2 separate regions of the Mus musculus genome follow, and region 1 is linked to region 2. The links are chromatin contacts, called in public promoter capture Hi-C maps. All regions are on one chromosome and are shown on one strand. The core of a region is the stretch at or near the end of the contact, and the rest is flanking DNA. Distances in the headings are between cores, read along the strand shown.

What was found. Promoter capture Hi-C pulls out the DNA fragments that hold promoters and counts their contacts.
Region 1: a promoter capture Hi-C map of embryonic stem cells shows a contact between it and region 2, with 5 read pairs. The contact joins the promoter of Smoc2 here to the promoter of Pde10a in region 2. A contact is called at or near these places in 1 of 39 promoter capture datasets (embryonic stem cells) and 1 of 484 Hi-C or Micro-C datasets (embryonic stem cells).

What each region holds. Positions count from the first base shown.
Region 1 is chr17:14,273,232-14,280,955 of GRCm38.p6, forward strand. Smoc2 (SPARC related modular calcium binding 2) reads left to right here and starts at 6,275. Exons shown (of 13, transcript NM_022315.2): 1 at 6,275-6,568. The coding sequence starts at 6,485. It overlaps Gm52280 (a long non-coding RNA gene), which reads right to left and starts at 7,280. Exons shown (of 3, transcript XR_003952216.1): 1 at 6,881-7,280; 2 at 5,312-5,457; 3 at 4,617-4,889. It overlaps Gm34567 (a long non-coding RNA gene), which reads left to right. Exons shown (of 4, transcript XR_385414.4): 4 at 2,084-4,531.
Region 2 is chr17:8,796,583-8,803,746 of GRCm38.p6, forward strand. Pde10a (phosphodiesterase 10A) reads left to right here and starts at 5,163. Exons shown (of 22, transcript NM_011866.2): 1 at 5,163-5,563. The coding sequence starts at 5,497.

The DNA.
Region 1 (7,724 bases), core at 5,025-7,524, 5.5 Mb after region 2:
AAAAAGCACACAAAACTGGAGAAATTCAGCTCAGCATACCTAAAGGAAACCATGTTCCTTCTTTAGTTCCTGTAAGGCAGTTTAGCTTCGAGAGTACTCACACTAGAGATGCTTATGGCTCCAGAAAGGAGGGCAGAAGTGTAGTCTTCTACATCTTGTGGAGCTGGCTCTTTATATGCATGTAATAGCTGCTCAGTGTCCCAGGCTCACACACCGTCTGGGGAGGATTCGTGCAAATGCAAGCACAACTGCACAGGGGAGTGGCACAGTACCTGTCTGCTACCTCTAGCTCCACCCTCGTCAGTAAGTTCCTTGTTTGTTCAAGCTCTTGGAGCCTGCCTCCTCCATAACCTGAATTACTCATTCTTTGACATGTGCCAACTTCTTCAGAGCTTTCTGAACGTAACACCAGTTATGACCCTCATTGCCGCAACATCCTCAGCAGAGCAAGATGTACACTTTGGGTGCTCAGGACACAAAACATCTGTTTTCAAGGAGGCCCATGAAGATTCATCTCAACTTTCTGCTAATAAACGGAGTTGTGACTTCATGATACATCTTTCCTTTGAGCACAGTCCAAGATGTCAAAGATCCCCTCACATTGATGGGGAAACATGGCAAGCTTTGCGATGTATTTGATCTACTCAGTGTCTAGTGGGCAGCGGGGCTTCCCGGGAACCTTGAGCCTCTAAGTGGACATGACTTGGACAAATGGTCAGTATGAAAGCACAGGTGGAATCACTTAGCCAAAAAAGAGAGTCCTGAAGTCTAGAATGAACAGAAATAGCCAGGTGTAGGGTGTTCACCTTTCATGCCAGCACTTAGGCATAGGCAGGCAAATCTCTGTGAGTTTTAGGCCAACCTGATCTACAAAGGGAGTTCCAGGACACCCATGGCTGTTATATAAAGAAACCCTGTATCAAAAATGGGGGAGACTTATCAGAGGTAATTTTAAGCCTATTTATTCTATTTTAGGACTTTGAGGCTTTAAGCATTTTCAACTTTTTTTTTTTTAAAGATTTTATTTATTTATTATATGTAAGTACACTGTAGCTGTCTTCAGACACTACAGAAGAGGGCATCAGATTTCATTATGGATGGTTGTGAGTCACCATGTGGTTGCTGGGATTTGAATTCGGGAACTTCGGAAGAGCAGTCAGTGCTCTTAACCACTAAGCCATCTCTCCAGCCCCCATTTTCAACTTTTTAAAAAACGTTTCAAATTTATTGTCTATCCAGAAATGATCGGAATTTACATAATACTTACTGTTAAGTATAATGTTATTTAATCTGCCACTATGAAAATGAAAATATTCCTAATTAGCTCATGACATGGTACTCTCTTACAAATAAATATCTTTTAAGGCCATCCCACCTTGTGAATGTTGAAACATGAGGGAGTGAGCGCAGAAAGGAGGTGTCCATATGCTCTCAGAAGGACAACCTGCCGGACAGAAGCTCCAAAAACCCAGATGCTGTGATTCCACTGGAGAGGAGTATAACCCTCGGCTGTGGGACAGACAGACAGACAGACAGACACACACACACACACACACACACACACACACACAGATAGAAGCAGACCTGGAGACAGAGACAGACATACACAGAGAAAGACATAAAGAGTGACAGAAAAAAGTCAGAAAGAGAGATGGAGACTAAGAGACTGTTTCTGTGATCTTGGGTCTTGGTGGATTTTACTAACCCGGGAGCTGATGTCTTCTGCAAAAGTGTTGCCCCCTGACAGACGCTGTTCCAGGAACAGAAAGGCAGATCTTTCATAGAGCCTGGATATTGACAGTAGTCCTCAGAGGGCGTTTTGCACATTCATTAGGATCCATTATTTATGTTGAATGAATCACCCATCCACTTTCCCAGGACTGTGCCCTTTCTGCAGGCCCTGGCATCTGTCTTCAGTGCTGCAGGGATGGATCTCTCTGGGAAGGTGAGGATTCTGCCTGTGGCTTTGTGAGACAGAGCTTTCTTTGGAAACATTAAGTTGTGAAATACTGTGCCGGAGTTGAAGAATCATCAATAATCCAGAAACAACCACAAAAAGTGCCTTTTGTTTGTTTTGAGGTAGCCCTCCAACAATATGCAAAAGGATGTCAGCGAATGCATGTCCATGTGCGCATGCCCACAGATTCTCCTGGATGAAGTGCCTACAGTTCCCATCATTCCCCAGAGGACTTTGCGACTTCAAATCGTAAGAACTAAGCATCTCAGGTAGGCTGTGGCCTGAGCCTTTCCTAGTCTCTTCAAAAGCTTTCTTCAAGACAGAAGAAGACCCTATCGAGGTGAAGCCAAGTTAGGAACTGCTTCTGTGCTTCCAGTCTTGTGGCTCTGGGCACATCCTGCGACCTCCTGGGCTCATTATCATTGCTGGTAGAACACTACCTTCTTTCAGAGTTCCTGTGGGAATTGACTTAGCTTGTAGCATGATCATGAACTATTATATCCATAAAAGCGATAGGAAGTGTTGACATGGGATCCATTATGTGAAGGTCATGAAGGCTCGTTTATATGATTGAACACAGGACAAATCCAAACTCTAGCACATACATGAAACTAGAGCAATGGCCCTATCCCCAGCCAGTCTCTGTCAATGTCTACTCACTTAGGCTCACAAGCAGGAACTGGAGGCTGAGGAACCTGAGCAAAGGCTAGGGGTGGATCCATTCGTTAGAGCATCAATAAAGGACCATCAAGGGGAAACTCCTGGTCAAGCCGATAAATGCTCTGTCCTGTGCTGAACCAATCACCTGACCAAGGGACCACCCTTAGGAAGGCAGGGCTCACCTTAAGCCTGCTAAGGAGATGGGTGAAATACTTTTTCCTTCAAGAAGACTCTACATAGTCTTCACAGAACCCCCACTCCTAATGTGGTAGCTTACAGAGAGGTAGCAAGACGGCTTCATAGATCTTCCCACTTCGGAATCCCTCAGAAAAGCATAACTTTTCATTTTCACATGCTCTATCCATGCTCAGACCACACTTTCCCTAATGCCTTGGGCTTTCCCATCTTTCTTTAAAGCCCCCCTCCCTGCCACATGAGTGCTTGTCCTATGTCTGCCCTCTGTACTGGCTCACAGAGAGCAATTTCCCCCCTTCTCTTCTTCATTCTTGTCCTCCGGGCAGCTGCTAAGGTTTACAGCTGGGGTGTTTTCCTTTTAATCTCTACTAAAATTGTCTTCAGACTTCTGTTTGAGTCATTCTTAAATTCATCTATTAATGAATCTAAGAGCCCCAGTTTTCTAAATATCCCAGGGACTGAAGGGACCACAATATAGGAAGAGGTAAAGACAGGCCAATAAGAGGATAGAGCTTCATAAACCCTGGGCATTTATGCAGACTATACCCAAGGAAAGCCAGGCAATCTGTGAAGATTTCTCCTCTTAGGATTAAGTGGAAACCAGAAGCTGGTGGCTGGCTGCGATGTGCATCGTAGGCACAGTGGTCGGCTGCTTGCTCCAATCCAGCCTCCAAAGGACGAGGGAAACCTTGGAAGTCACAGAACAAGAAAAGGACCTTCGACTCTTCTTGTGTTTTGCATACTGGGAGTTGGGAAGATGTCTGACACCTTTTTCTTTTACTGGCTAAATACCAAGAGTAAGCCAGACATTTATGGTAAATGGCCTCTTCACCAAGAGCAAAAAGACTTTTCAGCTTAACACAGTAAAACAAGGAAAGGAAGACAGGGCTGATGGCTAATGAGAGTCTGTGGAGAGACATGTGGGTTCAAGATAATCCCACAGGGACTGACCTGTTCTCTGCCCATCTTCACTGTGACTCTTGCTAATGACAGAAATGTAAATTTGGGGTCCACGGGTCACATCCAAAAGCAAGCCTGCCACTCTTACAATTGAGAGCTCATTTCCAGGAGCAGGGGATATTATTTCATTCCTGTAGGGATGTCTCAGACCTTTGAGCTGACTACTTCCTGTCTTAACTTTGAAGGAAGTGGCTGACACATAAAACCATTTCTTAGTGGTTTTAATAAATGTTCTATTTTCCCCCACACAATGGGAACTGGTTACCTCTCCAAATTTCACTTCGAGCATCTTTAAGAACACAGAACTTGGCTTTCGGTCCACATGTTAGTGCCTCCAAATGTTAGAGGGTCTCTGAAGGCTCCGACCCTTCTCATCTGTCAGTGTCTTGGAAAAGCGTGTTGTTACACTGATCTCCCTGGAATCTCAGAGGACAAATGAAAGATGTGTTGAGATTGGAGGACTCAAGGCAGTGAGTGCCAAGGGGTTGTTTTCTGCTTTCCACGTCTCCAGGGGATGTGATAGACTTGCCAGAGTTCCAAGTTCGGACATCTGGACTCGGCCCCCGATTTTGTGGCTGGCTAAGACATACAGTTATTTGTTTTGTTTCTCATCTGTAAAATGGGAGCAAATGAAGCCTGTTACTTGCTGGACACTCCCATGGAAGAGAGTAGACAAAAAGCTATTTTCAGACTTTCAGTCCCAAGAAGACATTTCAGCTAATAATTTGTACCCTTGAAATAAAAGGTAAAAGGAAAATGTTTTGTACCAAATACTTCTTGAATGTGCTGATTTTCATCATCATCATCACCACCACCACCACCACCACCATCATCACCATCATCATCATCACACCACCATCATCACACCACCATTACTACGATAGAAGTACACAACATTTGTATCATTTTTTTTGGTTCAATGTATATGTTATTTGCTTACTCAGTCATGCCTGTCCCTGGGCTGAGTCTGACCCTGAAGAGTTTTGCTACGATGTTCCTCCATGTCCTCAGTGTAGGAAGGGTGTTGAAGGCTTGACAGATTTCGAGTTTTGAAGGTTTCTTTCAGCAGCCATCTCTAGAAGGTTCTCTTTCCCTGTGTGATGTGAGAGTTCCTTTCCTGAGGAGACATAAGCAAGATCTATCTCTCCTCAAAAGGCCCCAGTGGCAAAACAAACTAGGATTCCATGGGGAGTTCAGCACGGGGAGCTAGTGAGCTTGTGCTTACTAACATGCATAGGTGAGGGGTTCACTGCAGGAATGTGATTAACGTCAGAGCATCCATAGTCCAGTCTTCACACAGCTTGGATGATGGCTTCCACACCCACATAGATGGAGCCCCTCTCGGGGAATTTGCCCCAGCTCATGATCTCGAGTACCTCCAGAGGCCCTGAAGGACAACTATTAGGAAGAACTGCACGAACACCCGCCATCTGAGGTGAAGTCCAGTGATACTTCCCATTCGTTCTCTCCTCCAGTGAGGGAATGTCAGCTGTCCACAAGCCCACTCCTAATGACCTCCTGAAAATAGGCACAGCCCACCTGATGAAGTTGGGACTGTTTGCTCGGTTGACTTCATTCTTCAAGGCTATCCTTTTGGAGCTCCAGCGCTGTTCTTCTCCAGAGGTCCCCGTGTTGGGCTAGGGCAGGGTAGCTGCTTTCTGATTGGTCTACGATCTCACAGGAATCTCCAGAGCAGCAGAGGAGAGAGAAGTTAGAGGTGAGCTTGCTGTTTTGCTCCCTACAGAGAGGCCCTGACAAGTCAATTGATTCTTTGTTCTCGAAAGTCTTCCCAGCTGGCTTTCTGCGTGAGGTAGAATTAGGGCCTTTTCCTGTGAAGCTACCAGCCAGGGCTAAACTATTTCAGCAATGCTCCTTTTGCAGGACCTGGTGCGCAAAATCCCCTTGGTTTCTATCACAGTCAAAAGCCTACTCAAATGCGCTTGCTGCCGAACACCTGAAATGCTTGCCTAAACTGTTTGAAGCGGCCACATCAATGTGTGCGCTCACCTTTCTCTAAGTTTGCCCAACTCAAGGAAGTCATCTGCCTCACAGATCTGTTTTCAGACCCCTCCCGCCCTCCTCGTTAACCTGCGGAAAGATGCAGGACTCCTGGTGTTCTCAGAGGCCCTACCGAGGAGCCAATGACCACTTAGCATCTCAGAGTGCTACATTCTGGTGAATGTAAAGCCACAGGCGAGCCAAGGCACAGTGGGGACCCTCCAAGGTGAAGACAGAAGGCGCCCTAGGCCAGGAGGGTGGGGCTCAGTGCATCTCTTGGAGCCAGTGTGAGTGTGCATGCCTGTAAGGTGTGCCCTGGCATTGGCTTGAAGGAGGCGTGCAAACAGCATCAACACACGCTTGCCTAGTCCTGGTAGCCTTCGCTGTCTCCTTCACAGCCCTGCGCGCCGGGCGGCCCCTGCGCGGGCGCGGTGGCTAAGGGAGGTGGGGCGGAGGGAGGAGATTTGCGGGCGGGAGGGCGAAGAGGGCGGGACAGGAGGATCCGGGGAAACTAGGGCTGTTTGACAGCAGCAGCGGCAGTTCGGGGAGCGCCGGCCAGAGCGCACGGAGGGGCCGTGCGGTCTCCACCAGCGGCCATAGGACCGCGGAGCAGTTCTAGCCCGCTCGCCCGCACGTTCGCACACCGGATCTTCGCCGAGTGCCAGGGCGCAGCGCGTGGGGCGTCTGCCTCGCTTGGTCCCCTCCAGCGTCACCATGCTGCCGCCACAGCTGTGCTGGCTGCCGCTGCTCGCTGCCTTGCTGCCGCCGGTGCCCGCGCAGAAGTTCTCAGCGCTCACGGTAAGTCCCGGGACGCGCCCCTGTCTTTCTCTGTTGTCCCTCACTGAGAACCCACTCTTCCTTCTGGGACAAGGCTCCGGGAGCAGGTGGCCCAGCAATCCCCAACAGGTGGGTTCGGGAGAGTCCCACAGCGTGCGTGTCCAGGGTCGATAGCTACTCAGTATGTGAAGGGCTGCTGGTCCTACTAGTCCAGGATAGAAGGGAGTTGACATGCAGGAGTGCCTGGAGTCCCCCACTTTGGGCGAGATGAGATGGCACAGGAACAAGGATCTGGGCCACTTATGCACCTCAGCTCTTTCAGGGCGAACTCACCGGGACTGGGTGCCCACCTTGCCAACGCCACCGACCCAGCCTAGGATTAGGAAGCGGGCAATCTTCGGCTCCAGCGCCACGAGGACCCCTTGTACCCCAACCCCCCTTATGGGGGAGAAAGGGGCCACATCCCATGTGTTCCACTTGTGGCGGAGCATCTCAGAGAACCCTTAATTGAGAGGAAGAAGCAGATATGACATTGAATTAAAGAGCGCGTTTCTTTAAAAAAAAAAATCCAAAATCCAAAAGCCAAAAAACAAAAAAAACAACTCATAGAGGAGGAACAATCTCCAGCACAGGAGGCATAGAGGAGCGCCCCTGGTCTCGTGGGTCCTCTCCTCAGGAGCAGGATGCAGTGCGCGCCAGGGCGCGCTCCCGAGCGCGCGTGGCACTGTGGTTGACCGCTCTAAGTTTGTCTCTCTTAGTTGCAGTACTGGCTACGCCAAGGCGCGAGGTGAGGTGCCAAAAGCCGCGCTGTGGATGGGGGCTGAGCGCGTCCACCTCGGGCCAACACAACCGCGGCCACTCCTGCGGGCTGGTGTCTGCAGAGCCCGGCGGGCAGCCCTTCTGCGGCCCGCGCGCTAGGGAACCCATAATTAATGCAATCTGCAGAAACGAAAGCATTCCACTTAAACGTGTTTTTGAACAAGTGCTTAAGAAAACACCAAGGTGGTGAGCAGGCTCCCGTGGAGAGGAGTGTTGGAGTGGTAGGTGCCCTGGGGAGGGTGCTTAGCCTATGGAAAACCAGGGCTAGCCCACGAGTCGAAGCTTTTTGCAAAAGTGAAGCAAGCTGGCCAGCCTGTTGCTTTTTCTTCCCCTCTCCCTGTTTCTCAGCAGCTTGAAA
Region 2 (7,164 bases), core at 3,913-6,412:
GACACAATGTTCTCTTTGCTTTTCAATGAAATCATTGTATCTTATTTGCAAAAGTTTGGTGACACTGTTGGTAATTTAAACAGAGCTCCTGGCTGTGTTCCAAGTTCTATGTGGCCTTGAGCACTAAGAAACAGTTCATATCCTATAAATGCATGGGGTTCTACAGGGATCTGGTACTGCTTAAAGGCAAAGCTTTGAAATGTGGCTCTTTGTGGTTGTACATCAGGGTCATATTGGAGTGTTGTTAACAGTTAACATGGTTATCCCAAGAACCAAATAGTCATTACTATACAACTTCAGTAGTACTTACTAACACCAATACTCTTGGGACTCAATACTCACAGCAATTTTGCAAAGCTTTTTGTCATGGGGGGGGGGGAATTATGGTTTTGACTAATAAAGGTTTCTGCTTAGACCTTATTTCTGTCAAGAAAACACACACACACACATTATATATCTCCCTTTCCTCAGAAGGCATGAATTCTTGAGATTTTTGTCAAGTATTCATATTGTAACAAATCAAAACAAAAATAACTAAGCAGTATTCTGGTGTTCACTAAGGAAAGGATAATGCAAGCTATACTGGCTATTTGTTTTATCACATAAAATAACAAAATTAAAACTTCTCTAATATAGAATGTTTAAGTGTATAAAGTAATTTGGTTGGTGAGGTGGGTATTTATACAGTAAGTGAAAATCAGCTCCTCCCCCTCCCCCTCCCCTCCCCCTCCCCTCCCCCTCCCTTCCCCCTCCCCTCCCCCTCCCCTCCCCCTTCTTTTTAAGATTTCCACAACCTAGAATTGATTTCAATAGTATTTTTCTTACTAGAATTATAATATCCCATTTTTTTCCCTCTTAGGCTTGTCTATGACAGCACTATAAAAATACAACTCTCACCCTAGGCAAAGTTTTTTAACATCACCAATAATAGACATTTGTGATCTTTTAGCAGGTGAAACGTAAAGGAGTATCTGTCTGTCTGTCTGTCTTTTTTATAAATGTTATGGAATAGCAATTCCCCCAGTGTCAGACTGTTTAAAATGGAATTGTCATTATGAATCACACAGGCAGTAACTTTCTTGAGATATGCTAGCAAGAAACAAATTCCAGGAGTCTAGAAAGTAAGCTGTGGTGGACTGAGGGTGAGAGACATTGAAGGAAACTTCCTGGTAACTCAGAGTTACATGCAGCCCTGAAAGGAGGTGCGTGGGCTTAGGAGGTCCTGGGGAAGTGTGGGGAAGATAAACCCCACACTGACCACACGAGGTGGTGGGTGGGTTATCTTTTTGGAACACAGAAGGTCTGTGGAAATAACCTTACTGATAACCAGCAGTTCAATCCTCTGAGTTTGAGTTGGCAACAATAGCTACCAGCTTAGGAAAGCCTGGCTCCATGTTGTAAGTTCTAAAGGTTAAAATCAAGGCAAAGAGAAAGGGGCTTTAAGAAAATATATAAACCTTGTGTGTTTAAAAAGGTCAGTTTAACATTGAATTAACCTTGGTTTTCATGTGTTAGTAAAGTTAGGATATTAGCACTTTAAAAGAGAAAAACAGGTCTCCCACCCCACCCCACCCCTTTCTGGAAAATATATAAAACTACAGGAATTCATTTAAAAAAAAAAACACAGACCTGTAGGTCTACCAAAAAGTTTATCAAATGTTAATCATGTTGATTATTAGCCAAATAAAAGTTATATGCTTTCAAAGAAAATCATTATTTCCACGTTTCTTGGGCTCTCTCTTGAACCATAATATTTAAGAGCATATGATACAAGTTAGGTAATAAGCAGGCAGTTACTACCCGCTGTATGGGTGAATTTTTAGGCATAAAACACTAAAAGCCAATCTGAAATTTACATGGGTGCAGCACTCCGTGGGAGCCAGGGGGAGGGCTCAGTGTTTAGCCTTTGTCTATATGTGGGTGCTCCACAAGGGTGCCAGTGCAGTCCGCATAACTCCGTGTCTGCTGGTGCTAACCTCTAACTGCTGTCTTTTAGTTTATTCTTTTAGTTTTCAACTCCAGCAAGTTGTGTTGACTGTTCACCTGAGGTGAGGAGAATCATTTTAACCAAGATCGTTGAGACAGCTCCTATACCCGATTACCTTTGGCAGGACCCCTATCAGGCAGCCACAGTTGCCCTCCGCTTGAGCTACAATCGGATGCCATCCCAACAGTAACTACCTGGTCAAGTTTAAGAATGCTACCACTCCTGCAGGCTCAGGAATGTGTTTATTCACAAGGAGTTTGAAGTGACAAGGTCCAGCAACCCAGTCTTCTCTGCTTCCTGGTGTGATCAGCAGAGAAATGCAAAGAGGCAAGGGAAACAAGCCATCCAAGACTGGAATCTTTAGATGTGTGTTCCAAATATAAGTAGCCAAGTGCCTAGAAGACTTAAATGAACAGCGGAGGATGCCAGTGTTAAGGGAGGTAGGGGGACAATCAAAATGTAATTGCTTTTTTGTTCCTCTTCCTAGTGTTCCCTTTCCTTCGTTACACTTTGTGACTTTGTTATTTGTCCAGGATACAGATTTGTTTCCAGCAAGCAATGGGAGAAAAATGATGTAAAATAGGAAGAAGGTCGACTCTGGAAAAGGGTTAACGAGAAAGAGAGAGAGAGAGAGATTTTGCAGTTCGATCTAACAAAGACTAACAGAGCAAATGTGTAAAGCTTTCCCGGCTCCTGCGGCTTCAAGGCAGCTTATATCCATCTAGAAGTAAGTTTTCGAGCGCCTGGAAATCGTTTCAATGCCTCAAAAACCTACAACTGATAAGCCTTAAGTGGCAAGGAGAAACTTTTGTAAAGAATGAACGATTAACTCTTGAAGGAGAAATCCCTTTGCCTAAACACGTTCCCGTCTCGCGAACAGGGAACTTGCTCTCAGCCAAGTGAGCAAGGGCAGTCTGCGGGGCTGTAGAAGATGCAAGTCCTAGGCTGCAGATGGAGCCTGGTGGTGCTACTCCTGTCTATATTTTCTTCTTCACTAGGGCCAGGGGTTGGGGGATGGAAAGGCACTCTTGGCCCCCAAGGTAAGAATCATTGATCTGGTTCTTTGTTCTGCAAGCGCAGGGATCTCATGGTGAGGTGGACTGGCTGGCTCCTGCTATTATGCTACACTCTGAGACTGTCCTTCTCAGAATTGCCAAAATGTCGGGAACTTTAAAGAGGACGCCTGAAGTATCAGGTCCTCAGAATGCCACCTGGTCAATCCGGTGCAACCGTGACTGTTCCTTTTCCACTCTTAGGGGTTTGGAATCAGGAGACAGGAGTCCGGGAAAAGAGTGTATTGCAGAAGAATGTGGAATTCACTGCAAATCAAAACATGAAAATCATCCGAATAAAAAAGAAAACTGCGACGAGGAGAAACTGTTCCTGCCATCCCTGCAGGTCTCATACTCAGAGTCCCAGCCCTGGATCAGCCAAGCCGCTGCACGGCAGCATAAGCTTAGGTGCTGAGCTGTTGGTCTTTAGGACGCTGACTGTTCTACCAAGAGGCAATCAGGACACTCAAAACGGGTGTGCAGAGGTGGTTGAGGGGAGTCGGCAAGGGCAGGATCGCCAACACCTGCACCTGCGCTCCTTGGCTAGTCAGCTTCCCCCAACTCTCAAAGTTCCTGTTCTCAGCGCCCATTGCGCCAGACTTTTTCTACAGCAGCGGTCTCCAGGCTGTTGAAGGAATAGGGGGCCCAAGTAAGCCACTGGTGACAGATGGTCTCTGGGTTTTAAAGCAATGAACTCTTTACATTTTGTGTGCGAACCCTAGTTTGCTCCTTCTATCTTCCAGACCCACCAGGACAAAGTGGGCTGACATACCTAAAGTTCGCTTTAAAGTGGGTATTGGCAAGGCAGTCCCGGAAAGAACCGCCTTTTGAGACATTCTAATGGGAACTCTGCCTTGATTTTAAACTTGCTAAATGTCCAAATTTGAATCCCCCCCTCCAGGAGCTCTGACCAAAAGCCTTCTCTGTTGATACTGCGGGGCTGGAGAGAGGATTCCCTGGTTCAGGTCACCCGCCCACAGGCGGATGTGGTTTGCACACAGCTGGAACAGAGGCTAGGCTGTGGGTTTAGCATCTGGAACGCCAGATCCAGATGTGCCACCTCCAGGGAGACTAGCGGGCCAGGGGCACACACCACACGCAGAGTGCCAGGGTGCTGGGACCTGAGTTCCAGTGGACGCGCAACGTGGGCGCGGGCGGTGGCGGTTCGGGGAGCGCCTGCTCCGCCAGTGGGCGTCTTCTGCCGCCGCCACCACCGCCGCCTCCACGGGCAGCAGCACTGCGGCGCTTTTCTCCGCTGCTCTGGAGCAGCCGCCGCGGCTCAGGCGCCGGCCGGAGCTTGCACACACCACGCCACGCCCGCAGGCAGCGTCCCGGCAGCCTCGCCAGGCCGGGAAGGACGCGGATCGTGCGTACCAGCCCGCACCCCGGCGCAGCGATCGGGACTCGTCCCCCCGCCCGCGGTCCTATTGAATCCCAAAGGGAACACGATGTGAACCCCCGGGCCGGAGAGGCACCCTAGACCCGAGAGGCGGACCGGACCAGAGCCTGGGCAGCGTCGCGGGGAGGGCCGGTGCTGCGGGGGCGGAGCCCGCAGAGTCCGGGCCGCCGCGCCCTCCCGCCTGCCCCCCTTGCAAGCTGGGGAGGAGGGCCATGGCTAGCCCGGAGGAGCGGCTCGCTCCCCACCCCCAGGCCCCACTGCGGGAGTCTGGGGACGAGCCCGGCCGTGTCCAAGTCCCTCTGGAACCCCGGTGCGGCGCGGCCAGCGGGCGGAGTACAGTGGGCCTGAGCCTGGCCCGGGAGCTGCTTGGCTGCAGCCGGGAGGAGCTAGCGGCGCCCCCGCCCCTGTCCCGGTCCCTGTCTCCCGCAGGCCACGCCAGCCCCACTGGGGGCCCCAGCGCCCTCTCCGCTCTCCGTGCCGGAGGCTGTGGTTGGGTGGCGGCCCGTGCTCCCTGGGCGCTTGCCTTCTCCTCCCCTGTCCCCTCCTCCTCCTTTTCATCTTCCTGGTACTTCTGGCCGCCGCCCCCCCTCCCCCCTCCCCCTCTTGTCCCCTCCTCATCTGCCTTCCACCTCCCCGCGCGTCTCCCGAGAAGGGAGGGCGCAGCGGCGGCTGGAGGAGGAGGAGGCGGCGGCGGCGATGCTGGCGGCGGCGGCGGAGGAGGAGGACAAGAGGCAGCTCCCTTGAGCGTCCCCCCAGGCAGTAGTCACCGCAGCAGCGGTGGCAGCAGCGGTGGCAGCGGCGGGCGGCGGCGGCTCTTCCTCTCGCCTGCGATTCAAGGCTTGCTGCTCCCTGCCCGCGCCGGGCCCCGGCCATCTCCGCCGCCGCGGCTTCCCCTACACCCGGGTGCACGCCGCGCGGACTCCTCGGATTTTCCGGGCGCCGGCGGGGGCTGCCCTGGCCTCGGCCCCGGCTCTGCCGCCGGTGGCCGAACTCTTTGGCGGCCCCGAGGCGCCGCCTTCCCCCTTGCCACCGTTTGGCCGCTGCCCTTCGGCTCCGACATGGAAGATGGACCCTCTAACAATGCGAGTTGCTTCCGAAGGCTGACCGAGTGTTTCCTCAGCCCCAGTAAGTGGCCCGGCCCCACGTTCCCCGTGGCCGGGGTGGTTTTCTGGCTTGGTGGGGACAAATCGGGGGTTCAGATCGTGGGGTGGGGAGGGAGCTGCTACGGTAGTGGGTAGTCTGCAAGGTGTGTGTGTGTACCAGACCAATATTGGCCAGTGGGTCTCAGGAAGCTGGTGGCACCTCAGGGACGTTCGGGACCGCCCATCAGCGTAGGGACACCCGGCTTTCCCCAGCCCGGCGTGCGCACAGAGGAAGCGTGACCCGGAGGGTGTTGGAGCCGGACGTTTAGAAACTAACCTGCTTCCTAGAGCTGTCCCTGGCCACATTGACCCGACTCATGATTTAGACCATCAAGTTTGTCACCGATTACTCTACATTTCTCTCTAGCCTGTGATCACTTGACTGGAGTATATATGCTTCCTTCCACTGGGGGGGTCCTGGGGATCTAAACCGCTGGATTCCTGACGCAGCCATGGGGATAGGCAAGGCTCAGGAAGCCCAGGATTCCAAATGTGAAGGAGGGCTGTGCCCGAGCCTGCAGTGACTGTGTTCTGGCGCGCGGACCAGTGGTATGGAGCTGGGTGCACCCACCCTCATGAAAAGGACGCAGCACTTTCCCCCCGCCCCCCAGCCCACCTCACGCAGATTCTGGGGAGCTGGTGCAAGGGTGGGTGAAGAAAGCCAAGGAACAATGGGGCGTTAGCATAGAAGAAAAAGGCACCTCTGGTTCCTTCGGACCCGCGGGACAACTGTAGCATGACCTTTCTGACCTGCCCCTCCCGGGTGCAGGTCTGCAAGCCTTCTGGGGCAGGGGCAACAGAGGGCGTGTCATAGGGGGAGGGGGACAAGATTGAGCAAAGAAGTCAAAAGCAGCTTCACTGGAAGGAAGGAAGGAAGGAGGCAGGCAGGCAGGCAGACGATGTTTAGGAAAGAAGCTCCAGACGCGCAGAGGAGGGAGTCGCTGCTGTTGTGGATGGAGGGTGAGCAGGGTGAGGACCAGAACACCGGGGCGGGAAAGGGACCAGGCGGGACCTGGTGGGAGAGTCTGTGCTCTGAGAGGGCACATCCGTGGGAAATTGTGAGACTCGGGCATCTGCTCCACCCTGAGCGTGGATTTGGTGCCACAGTCCACCGCGTGCGCACCGAGCCTTTGTCTGCTTTCTCGCTGGTAAGCCGCGCTTTTTGCCTAGCTTTCTCCAGGCAGAAGCTGCCAGGTTGTAAATGAGCTTTCTTGCTACTGCTCCTAAGTACCACTCACTCCTTAACGGGAGTGGACCTCCGCGCAGGGACATGGGGTGTCAGGGTTGAGACCCTCCTCAGGACTGCTCTAGGTGTGTACCCAGGAGCCCCTTAGAGTCTAGCCACCAGGTGGGTGACCATGTTCCCTTCTGGCTGGGTTGACTCCCGCAATCCTGCTTCCCTGGCCCTGGGCCAGTCCACAGTAGCCACATGACCCAGTGGCCACTCACACACCTGCAGGCAGTATTCAGCAAATCTCTGCTTAGACTTGCTTGTTGACTCAATTGCCTTGAAGGGTGTGGACTCCATGCTCCCAGCTGTCCTCCGAGCCCGAGGCTTCCCCCAGGTGTGTACTTCCCCCATCC